Regions from separate parts of the Mus musculus genome. Here region 2 is linked to region 1. Evidence: chromatin contacts called from public HiChIP or PLAC-seq data. All regions are on one chromosome and are shown on one strand. The core of a region is the stretch at or near the end of the contact, and the rest is flanking DNA. Distances in the headings are between cores, read along the strand shown.

What was found. HiChIP or PLAC-seq counts read pairs in DNA pulled down with a chosen protein or histone mark.
Region 2: a contact with region 1 is called in an H3K4me3 HiChIP or PLAC-seq map of embryonic limb bud, with 2.4 times the contacts expected there. The contact joins the promoter of Stox2 here to the enhancer-like site in region 1. A contact is called at or near these places in 1 of 484 Hi-C or Micro-C datasets (the N1E-115 cell line), 11 of 115 datasets of contacts at active chromatin or transcription factors (bone marrow-derived dendritic cells, craniofacial prominence, embryonic basal ganglia and 7 more) and 3 of 9 other capture datasets (adipose tissue, liver and pancreatic islet).

What each region holds. Positions count from the first base shown.
Region 1 is chr8:47,057,948-47,063,741 of GRCm38.p6, reverse strand. The region is part of intron 3 of Enpp6 (ectonucleotide pyrophosphatase/phosphodiesterase 6); the gene reads right to left. Among named protein-coding and RNA genes, the nearest start is that of Gm31231, 22 kb to the left of the region's middle. Within about 2 kb of position 2,326, at least 7 of the 459 cell types and tissues checked have an H3K27ac peak or open chromatin away from gene starts, as enhancers often do. A contact at or near this core is called in embryonic limb bud, where this site is marked.
Region 2 is chr8:47,286,247-47,292,040 of GRCm38.p6, reverse strand. It overlaps Stox2 (storkhead box 2), which reads left to right and starts at 2,639. Exons shown (of 4, transcript NM_001114311.1): 1 at 2,639-4,161. The coding sequence starts at 3,996.

The sequences.
Region 1 (5,794 bases), core at 1,077-3,576:
AAAAAGAGGTAGATTTCTTGTCAAACTGCCTTATTTCTCTTGAAAAAAACTTGACTTTAAGCACATCTGTGTACAACACACAAATGCCGACAGCTGGATGCATAGACACATATACACCACATCCTCTTTTCCTTTGATATGGTCTTACCAGCCCAAGCAATGGAAGAGTGTAGTCTCTGAGCGGGCAGGGCCTTGGGTCTTGCTATTCTCCAGGACAGAAACATTCTCATCTGGCTCAGAGGACCTAGTTTCCTTGGACCGAGTCATACGGTATCCGTTCCTTGTTCAGATGTGTGGCAGCTGCTGCCTCCCCCAGGAAGCCCCCTCTGGTGTCTTGAGGTCAGGTCAGATGACCCTGCCGTGTGCTCCCAAGACTATATGCTCACTTCTAGGCTTTTTTTAGGTGTACCCTTCTCTCTCTAGATTATGAGATGCTTTCACATCAGGAATGGTAATTCATTCTCCATGGTATCGCAACCCAAGCTTAACATTTTGCACATGGTAAGAGTGAACAGCAGTCAGCTAAGTGCATAAAAGCAAGTGCTCACTAATGAGCTATTGACTATGGCTGTGCACTGTATTTCTGCACCACCACCTCCACCACCACCACCATCACCACCACCACCACCACCACCACCACCACCACCACCACCACCACCATCGTCATAAATATTCATGTATTCCAGGCTGGCTTTGAATCATATAGACAAAGACAACCTTGAACTTTTGATCCCCCTGCCTCTAGTTTTCCCAGGCCCTGGGATTTCAGCTGTGTATCTCAGTTTATATGGTTTTGGGGTATCAAGCTTGGGGCTACGTGCATGCTGGACAAGCTCTAGCATTCAAGAGAGTTTTAAACATTCATAAGTATCATAAGATGAAGCCAGGATTTAAGCCCAGGTCCCTAGAACATGACCACGGTTATTGCTAAGGGTCAAGTCAATAGCCCATGACAAAGGGGATCCATCCCAAACAGCCCAAGTGACCTTTGGAAGTCATTGCTCTGTTGTATGACTTACACTAACTCCCAGAGCTGGCTACAGGAAAGGACATTCAGAGACACCCTCATTGTCACCTAGATACTCTGTGTATCTGTATGTAACCGTTTCCAGGCCTGGAGCTTTAGGGACAAGTGTCCTCACAGAAGAGCATTTATAGATTTGTGCACGAAGAAGCAGAATTCAGAGAGTTCTGGGAGATTCTCACTCCCTGGCAGATCTCTGAGACAGAGCTGAAACTTACAAATGTAACTGGGCCTTTAAATGCCTATCTGCATCTACTCCATCTTCCCAACTAGGGAAGAGACTTCAGAGCCGTCTCTGCCTGGTATCCTCTTCTTTATGGCCACGTACCAGTTATTGATACCCTCATGTTCTTCTGAGCACTCTGGGGTGTACATCATTTGCAGCCCTGAGAAAACTCTAGTTTTTAGAGAAGTGAAATTGTTAGTCAAATGTTCTTTTCTCTTTTTAGAACAAAACAAACTGACCCCTCATTAATAGGCCCTGTCACCACCTCCTCCATAATACGAATTGGGTTATGTTAGTATTTAGATTTTTCTCACAAATGCTATTATTTGTACACCCTAATGTGAGAATGACTAATTCAGACTGCCTCTGCGTCTGTACAGGGTCAGGTACGAAAGGTCCCTCTAGGGCCCTACAAGTGTGGAGGTGGTGGGGAGAAGTTAGTAATAGGTAATATGATTTCATCCATATGCTGAAATTCGCTCATGGTCCATGACTGGTAAGGCTCTGGGCTCTGGGATCTTCCTCCATCATTACATCTGAACACAATGAAACCGTCCATAAAATCTGTCCTGCAGATAAGCCTCCACATTTATCTGCTTTATCTCCTGGCATCTTAGGCACTCCAGATGTGCACCTTAGGCATTCCAGATGTGCTGGTTCACTCACTATATCATCTGTTTAGGAGTCCACACTTCCAGCATGGGCCCTACATGTGTTGGAAAATCCCACTTAATACATTGGCGACTCACTAAAGTGAGGCTTACTGTGGCATTGAAGTTTAATAAACTACTCCCAGGTCTCTTCATTTTAATACCCATTGTATTGCAGAATATTTGTAGGGCACTTTAGAACGGGCTGGTTTCTCTAAGGCTGTTTATCACATTGGAAAATCTCTATGTGGTTAGAAAGCTGGAAAGTGTCACAATTGACCTGATGGCATTGTTTCAGGAAGCTGTCAACCTCAGATGCCAGGAACACTTGATTTGGGATGCTTGTGTTACGGGGAGTACACATGTGAGAGCTTTCTAGGTTAAGATTTCATTGATTCATTAGGGACTGAAGTCTCCCAGGGCTGACAGCTCTTGCCTGCTTGGAGTTTAGCAGATAAATTTTTGGTAGCCAGCTGTTTCCGATGTGGGTCTGGTCTCTATCACAGGTCAGCTCGTTTGTCATAGGGTTAGGTGACGCAGATTCTGTGTCTGCTATTGGCCATTTACAGCTTTGAGGTTCAGGAACCATGCCAGAAGGACATGTGGCTATCAAACCTAGTCTCAGAAAGCTGCAGGGGGCCTCCAACCCCAGCGTTTCAGGGACACCCAAGTCTCCTATCACCTTATAATTCTGTCTAGATTGCTCTGCAGTATAAAAAGTTCACAATGTCGTATCCATTTTTCTTACTGAAGTACGTTGGGAGGAGAGAAGAATTGGGCAGAGGGAAATGGAAGCGATGTAAAGGTATGGTTAGTTCTTGACTGTTAAGAAAGATGATTTATCGTTTTAAAAGAAGGACCCTGAAATGACAGTGTGTCCTTTCAGTATCATGTTGGGGCACTGTCCAATACACTAGTTTAAAAGATACAAGACTTCATTCACCGTTACCATTCAGATTTCTGCAAACCTAGCTGGTAGCTAGCAGGAAACCTTTAAGATAACATTTAAAAAATTTTTGGTGGGGGGCTGGAAACCTGAAATTATGGTTTTATTATTCTCAATGTTATTGATATTTCTACATATGACAATATCTGTATCTCTTCATTCCTCAGCATCCTTTGTGGTCAGTTTTGCTTTCTCATATCCTCCAAGATGCCTTGATATTCTCACCCTATCAGTAGTAAGTTGATTTGAATCTTGGCATAAGTCTTGTGATGGTTTGTATATGCACGGCCCAGGGATTAGCAGGTGTGGCAGGATTAGAAGGTTAGGCCCTGTTGGAGTAGGTATGTCACTGTGGGTGTGGGCTATAAGTCTCTCATTGTAGCTGCCTGGAAGTCAGATACAGCTAGCAGCTTTCAGATGAAGATGTAGAGCTCTCAGCTCCTCCTGTACCATGCCTGCCTGGATGCTGCCATGCTCCCACCTTGATGATAATGGACTGAACCTCTGAAGCATAAGCCAGCCCCAGTTAAATGTTCTTTTGAAGAGTTGCTTTGGTCACGTTGTCCGTTCACAGCAGTAAGACCCTAACTAAGAGAAGTCTCAAAAACAGAACGAGTACATGGTAGTTTGTGAAAATTACCTTGGGCACAAATGTGGTTTCAGATTCTGGCTTCCCTTCTCAATAAGGATATCTCTGATGAATGGGAAAATTATCCCTATACCCCTGTTTCTCTGTTTGCAAAACCGACCTACAGTGACTTGAATAATAAATGTGTCCAGTAGTCTCATGTATTTGAAAACATGACCACCCCCCCACCCCACCCCACCCCCCGGCTGATGGTGATGTTTAGGGAGGTCTACGTGGTATGGCCTTGCTGGAGAAAGTGTATCAGCAGCTATGGGTTTTAAGAGTAAAATCCTCCCCTGTTTTCAGTTCATCCTCTCTACTCTGTGATAGTGGTTGCCATATGCACTCTCAGCTTGCAGGTCTCTACTTCAGCCACCACGTGTACTCCCTGCTGCCATTCAGTGTCTGCCATTATGGACTCTAATTGTATAAAACCCCAAACCAAATAAATTCTTTGTTCTATAAGTTGTCTTGGTCATGGTGTTTTATTGCACAACTGAAAAGCAACTAATATACTGCCATTTGGGTGCTAAATGAGCTGCTGGTATAGTGTTGGACACAGAGCAAAAGAGAAGGACACAAGGAAAGAAGGAAGGGATGGAGGGATGGAGGAAGGGAGGGAGGAATGAAGGGAGGGAGAGAGGGAGGGAGGGAGATGAAATGCCTTCTTCCGCTTGGCTTTATCACTTTGCCTGAGTGTATAGGTTTAGCAGGTAGGAGAGTTTCATCCCTACTGAATAGGAGCGAGCTTCTCCACTCTTCTTAGCCTGTTCATAGAGAAGAGGAACCCAGCCAAGATACTTGAACTGGCTTCCTTTGCCAGGTGGGAGGAATTATCTTGCCATCCATCCGTTCCTTTATTATCTTCAACAGTGGCTGGAGTTCTGAGAGTTGAGGTGGCCAAAGGAACTCCTCTGGAGCTGTATGCAATAGTTGAGAGGTCAACCAAAGTTCTTAGCTGGTGTTCCCCTGCTGCGGCTGCCCAGATCTTGCTTTCTTTGGTTTTCTATGTTATTTGTCAGTATGCTATTGTAATTTCCCATTGTGAGCATTAACCTTGGGCCCTACCCATGATGATTGGCAGGTCCTTTATCATTAAGACTCCTTACTTACTAAGATACTTAAAAACTGACCTTGAGCTCTCCCTGTGGCTCAGACAGAACTTGAACCTTTGAACCTTCTGTCTCAGCATAGTTGGGATTATGGTCTTGTACTACCAGGCCTGGGTTCCAGAGCCCCGTTGAACAGGTTACATGTACAATCTGCTTGGCACCATGTTGGAAGCAGTAACTGCTTCCTCCATGCAGCCAGGGCTCCCTGGTTACCTCCTGATCCCTCTTCTCCTACTCTACAAACTATTCTTTAGTTGGTCTTTAGCACTGGGTACTTTTTTTTTTTTAACTCACCATGAGCCTCCTGCAAACAGAATTTCCAAGACAACAATGAATCAAGTGATAATGGACCATGAACTGCCTTGTGTTTTGGAAGCGGAGTGGGGGTAGGGGTAGGGGTGGGTGTGGAGCGGGTGGTATTGTGCTCAGGGGCCCTGCCTGCTGAGTCTTTATGTGTGATGACAGAGTTCAGAAAACATCAGTGGGGCAGGCTGCTGCTAGAGACAAAAAGCCGAATCCCCCTTTGTCTTAGTTACTGTTCAATTGTTGTGAAGAGATGCCATGACCAAGTCAACTTATCACAGAGAGTAGTTATCCGGGCTGGGGAGTGCTTACAGTTTCAGTGGGTCAGTTTATGACCATCATGGAAGGAAGCATGGCAGTAGACAGGCAGGCAGGCAGGCAGGCATGGCACTTGAGCAGTAGCTGAGAGCTTATATCTTACCTGTGGGTAGCAGACAGAAAGAGAGAGAGAGAGAGAGAGGCAGAGAGAGAGAGAGGCAGAGAGAGGCAGAGACAGACAGACTGTAGGTGGCACAGACTTTTAAACCTCAAAGTCCTCTCACAGTCACATACCTCGGCTAACAAGGACACACCTCCTAATCCTTCTCCAAAACACCCAACTGGGGACCAAACATTCAAATACATGAGCCTATGAGGACATTCTCATTCAAAGCATCACCCTTCTCTAACCTTCAAGAGCCCAGTCCCAGGATGGTCCCAGAGAGGATGATTCTCAACCTCTTCTATCTGTCTGGTTCTTCTTTCAAGGCATCTTGAAGATATGAGTATGGACTGGGTTGTTGGATTAAGAAGCCACATTTTCCAGTCACTTCACACACAGGGAAGGCCCTGGAAGCCTTGCCGACCCAAGCCTCTTCTAGAAGAGCCTGGGTGCCCACGTTACCCCAAGAGCTTGTGAAGTCAAG
Region 2 (5,794 bases), core at 1,390-3,889, 230 kb before region 1:
CTCTTAAATTCACTCAACGCGCGACAAATCTGATAATTTTAAATGATTTAAACTTTAGAGGAGAATCTCAGTCAAACTTTACACTTTTTCCTTCTTAACGAGCCTAAAAACAATGACACAATCGAAGTCAAGTCACAAAACAGATCTCCTTAGTATTTATGATCTCATACATAAAACTAAGTATGCAAAGGCGTCTTAAGCTTGATTAAAACTTTAATTTTAGAAATTGGACTTGCTTGGCCATTGTTATATGTATGGCTATGCAGCGTGTTTATGTATAGGTATCTGTGTATGCCTGTGTGTGTGCGTCTACATGTGCATGTGAATTTGTGTATGTGTGTGTTTGTGTGGGTGGGTTGGAGGTACATGCACAGGTGGAGGCCAGAGGTTCATTTTAGGCACTGTTCCCGGATGCTGTCAGTGGCTTTTTTGGTGTTTTGTTTTGTTTTGTTTTGAGACAATGTCTCTGGTCTGACCTGGATCTGTATCTTTGAGGATTACAGACTGGCTGACTGGGGAGCCCCAGTGATCCTCTAGTCTCTGCCCCTCCAAGTGCTGGGTTTACAAGCGCACACCTGGCTTTTTACGTGGGTTGTGGTTTTATAACTCAACTCCCCATTCTTGTAGCTGAACTGAATCCCTAGCAATTAAATCTTAGTTGTGAATTTCTCAGATTGAATATTGGGGTTCCCAACAATGGGCTGACTTGGTAAATAGATAGTTCATGACTAGGATACGCTATGGCTCTAGGAGGACTTGGCGGCTAGGCGCTGTGGCTGGGGAATCCCGGGGTCCCATGAACAAAGCAGTCTTTCCCATAGCACAGATGAATGGACATGATGAACCCGACTTTCCCAGTGGCTGCACTCATCCGTTCTCTTGGGATGACCATTGCGCATTGTTAGCTGACGTGGGTGAGTCAGTTACTGACAGTGGTGGGGGTGGGTGGGTGGCAGCGGCTACCATACCTGCTTCATGCATCATCTGGGTTCTGAGAACCCTGGCATGTTTGCTGCCTGCTTCTTAGGTGCCTGGTGTGGCTGCTTGGCCAGTGGATGCTCTCAGTTCCCTGCAAGGTCTGTTGTCACAAGCGACTGAGACCAGATGTAGCTCTCCTCTTCAAATGTATACCAGCCCCACTCATCCTTTCACAGTGTGAACATGATCATTTTTTAAAAACATATTACATGTAATTACCAACTAGCCCCTGCCTTATATTATACCCTCTAAACTCCTTCTATATAGAAATTATAAAATTATGGCTGTATTTTTGCTTTGAGTTCTTCTGTGGCCCCCAGTCCATCAAGAGTAGGAAATAAAACTTTGAACATGGCTAGCAAGTCCCTGCATGATCTACGCTCCCTCTCTCTGACCTCACCGCCCACGGCTTTCCTGTTCAGCTCTGACTCCAGCCATACTGGCCTTCTTGCATTTCTTCCAACAGAAACCAAGACTGGTTTAGACTTCAGGACCGTCGCACTTGTTCCCATGGCCCTGGACACCAATCCCTTCACTCTTTGAGGGGCTCTTCATGCTCTAGGCCCCAGCTACTGGCATGCCTCACAGAGGTTAATGCATCTTTATAAAATGTGGCACAACTTTTGGCTTTAACTCAGCTTCCTGCATTTCTTTTCTGCTGGACCATTCATTGCATGGGACCATATTTGGTATGTTGCCTATTTAATCTGCTCAGTGAATGAATACCAAAGTTGTCACATGATCACAATCCCTCTTAAGTCATAATTACTGCAAAAATTTGTGTGACCATTTTGGTGTCTTGAGAACTGATGTTTTGTTGATTTGAGATACCTGAATGTCAGTAACGCCCATTCGTGAAAACATTAACAAAAAATTCACCTCTATGGCCCTTTACACATTGATCTTCTAAACCAGTCGTCTTTCTGTTCCTTGCCATTTTAGCAAAGGGTACCTTTTAAAGGCTTGTCTTGAATCTAAAAGGAGGTCGCTAAACATTTAGCTAATAGGTTTGTAGTTAGTAATTAATATTGCTTGATGTAGTTATAGGTTTTATATGCGACTTGTGGCTTTTTATCCCCACCCCCTTGGTATCCACAGAGAGGTTGTTCTGGCTATGTATTACCAAGCCACATACTGGAGATGGATGATGGCCTCCCTTCTAGATCTCATTGCCTTTCTGCCTCCTGGATGTCTTGCCAGAGCTTCCTGAATCTTAACCCTTTAGGGCCCTCCGACTGCTGAATACACGTTTCCATGAAGGCTTCCTATTGCTGGCTCTGCATCTTGTCACCCATCAGCGTGGAATGCCACCTTTAAAAATGATTGGGAACGTCTCGTTGTCACAGATGCATTAAAGAAAAGGAAAAAAAAAAAAAAGAAAGAAAGAAAGAAAAAAAAAAAAAAAAACCACCCAGCTCAAACGGGAAATGACAGATCACCTCCAGAGGCAATCAAGTTTATTCTCCTTGTTTAGAGCTCAAAACGCATTTTTGGCAACCCAAATGGGGAGGTGAGAGTGGTGGATAAGAATGGGAGTGGCGGCGCGTGGCGGGGCTGGCGGCCAGGCCGGGCGCCTTTAACTCGGCGTGACCTCGCGTCTGGCCCGCGCCCCCTCCTCCGCGCGCACCGCTGTCCTGCAGCGATTGGTGCTTGGACCATAAGCAGCTGTGCAGGGCCCGGCGGTGCAGAGGCCCCGGGCCCGCCAGCGCAACCAGGCCATTGGGGAGTGACTTCCACTCAGGATCGCAGAGGGCGCAGGCCGTTGGCGCGTGGCAGTCGGCGTGGGCCTGGCGTCCCCGCGCGTTCGCGGCGCCCCGCGTCTCCGGCTGGGCGCAGGTGGACCAGGCCGGGCGCCGCAGATCAGCGCGTTCCCACGAAGGCTAGCCCTCGGAGCGAGGGGGAGGGACCATCGGAAAGACGTGGAACGATCCGCGCGGTGTCATCCGCAGGGCCCAGGCCCCGCGCCGCCGCCGCCGCCGCCGCCGTCGCCGTCGCCGCTGGGGCTTTGCTGCGGGGATCTACGCCGAGCCTCCGCGCTGCCCCGAGATTAGCATGACACTGGGTAGCCGTCCCGCTTTCGGCGGTGCCAGAGCGCAACGCGCTAGTCCCCGAGCCGCGATGGCCTCGCGCGGGGGCCGATCGCCGGGCTCCGCAGCCACCGCGGCCCGTGAGTAAGAGTATGCCTGCGGCGGGGGACCCACGCGTGTCGGCACGCGCCCCCACCCTCCCGCGCCCCCGCCAGCCTCGGAAGGAGGAAGCCTGACGGCGCGCCGCGGTCGCCAGCACCCAACGGGGCTCTTCCTGCGTTGTCGCAGCGGCGGTCCCGGTGCTCCCGTGCGCCCCCCGTTCGAGCCTCTGGAATGAAGACTGCCTCCCGAGGACTGCGAGAGAGAAGCAGAGACAGCGGGCGCCGGGGACTGCGGCCCTCGCGGCTGGGAGGTCCAGGGGGACGCGACTCGGACGCTGTCATCCCCACGCCTCGCGCTGAAGCCTCCTAGTGCGGTTGGGGCTGCCGCCCACCGGTCAAGCTGCCGGGGCGTGCGATCCCGGGTCGGCCCCCGGAGGCCTCGGCTTCCTCATTTGTTTGGGTCTTTTGTGCTGTGGCGCACAGTTGGCTAAGCACTCCTGCGCTGAATCGGGCCATTGTCTGCGCTCCCATTGCTTCCACGCTGCAAGTCTCGGCGCCCCCACCCGGGCCGCCCCCTCCCGGCCGCCGAGCCTCCCAACGTGCCTTCCCCCTCAGGAATCTGGAAGCTGGAAGCCCGGCGGATTGCAAATGAAGTGGAATGCATTGTGGGACGAGTGTAAAATCCGAGCCTTCTCCGTGGGGGTGTGGGGGGGCGTGGGGAGGGCCGGACCTGCCGCCGGCGGTGTAGACACCGACGAGAAGAGGGGCTGGGGGAAAAAATGTGCGCAGAGTCCTCCCGGGTCGTGGCCTCGGTAGACGGATGAAGCAGCGCGCTGCGCCCTGGCGCTGAGGCCCTACTATCGGGGCACCAGGGTCGCCCTTTCCCACCATGAAGAAGACCCGGAGCACAACCTTGCGGCGAGCCTGGCCTAGCTCGGATTTCTCGGACCGGGCCTCGGACCGCATGAGGTCCCGCAGCGAGAAGGACTACCGCCTGCACAAGCGCTTCCCCGCGGCCTTCGCGCCCCAGGCTTCTAGGGGCTACATGACATCAGGTTGGTAAAGCACGGTTCAGCCGCCGCCTGTGATTGCTGCGCCGCGGCTAGTTGAGGGTTTGGGGTAGAGGAGGACCTGCGGTGATGGATGTGCCGAGTTATGTATGGGGAGAGCAGGGAAAAATTAGCTCCCATCCACCATTTTGTACCTCTGTAAGATCCACAGCAGGCCCTCTCAATATGGGGTTGGAGAGCTATTCTTTAGGTAAAAATCGGGGAGGGGGATTGAGCTGAGCATCTGGTCTGCAGGGAGATAGGATGGCTGCAGCCTTCCCTGAGCTTTGTGAAAGGCGAGCCTTAGTCCAGGGTTGCCCGCAATACCAGGTTCGCCTGGGCCTGCCTGCATTATGGCTTAGAGGATATTTAAACACTCCCTCCCCCCCTTTTAAAAAAAGGAACAGGTTCTTTGCACCGTTCTGGAGATTCGAGGCAGGGGGAAGCTCTGCCCATGTCCGTCTGAGTCTGTTTCAATTTGTATGCAGGAGCTATGCCGTGGAGCTCATTGAAAGCTTGGGGAGGGAGTCGTGGTGTGTTTGCATACGGAACGCTCGCACGATTGCGCGTGGACTTAGCATAGCTTGCATCAGTGCTGTGGATGGAATGGAGGCTGTATCGTGTTTTGCATGCCGGATGGGAAGGGCAAACACAATGGTCCTAGAATTGAAGGCTTCAAAAAATAGGTTTCTTGTGAGAAAGCGGTGACTGCTCAGAGCCTCCTGGAATGAGCTGGTTTTCTTTGAATCCCATTCACTGGCTTGTGATACTGGACCAGGGATGCTGAAGGGGGAAATCCTGCGAACCTTGCATTTTGTGTCCCTTACAAGTAAGGGTGTGAAAAATGTTTCATTCTGGAAAGAATTTGCTTTTAAATGCAATGTCGTGGAAGCGTGGAGACCAAACCACTCTAAACCCTGTCTTAACTGGGGAGATTGTTTTAAGCTTGTGGTTGGTACTTATAGTCAAGCCTTACTTTCTCCCTGAATAGCAAATCCTTTTAAATTGGGGTCAGTGTCTCACACTTTAAAAATGTACTGTGACCACGTCTCCATTCCCAGAAAAAGCCTCAAAGTAGCTATCCCTTTTATTTCAAAATCAGGTAATATAAGGATGTTGCATGCTATTTTGGCAATCACACTCCCTGGATTTTCTCTCTTGTGACAAACCAGTTTTGGGAAGGAAGTAACAAGCATAGTTTATGATTAAGTAATTTAAGTGGCGGCTGCGGTTGTTCTATTCTTTAGGCTCATGTCCAGTCAATGCACTGTACACCTAGATCCAACTCTACCCTCGAACACCATGCCCATAGGCCTCATGTACACAAGAGAGTTCAGTTAATTCCAGGCTTCCCTCCCTCACTGCATCCTCACTCAGCAAACCTCTCTCTTTCCTGCCCTCCATACCCACCCCAGAATTCAGAATTGACCCCAAATGTGGAGCTGTTCGAGGGCAGGTGGCTATCAGTTCTCTCACAAGCCTGCAAGACTCTTTTAATAATGTCAGGCACACTCCTGAGGAGTCTATTTTTTACCCGTTTCATCTTCGCTTCCTTGTGATCACACTTTCAGACTTTGCAAAAGAGGTCCATGATTACCCAGCGCTGTGAGACATCTTTGAGGGCACGAGGAAGAGGCTT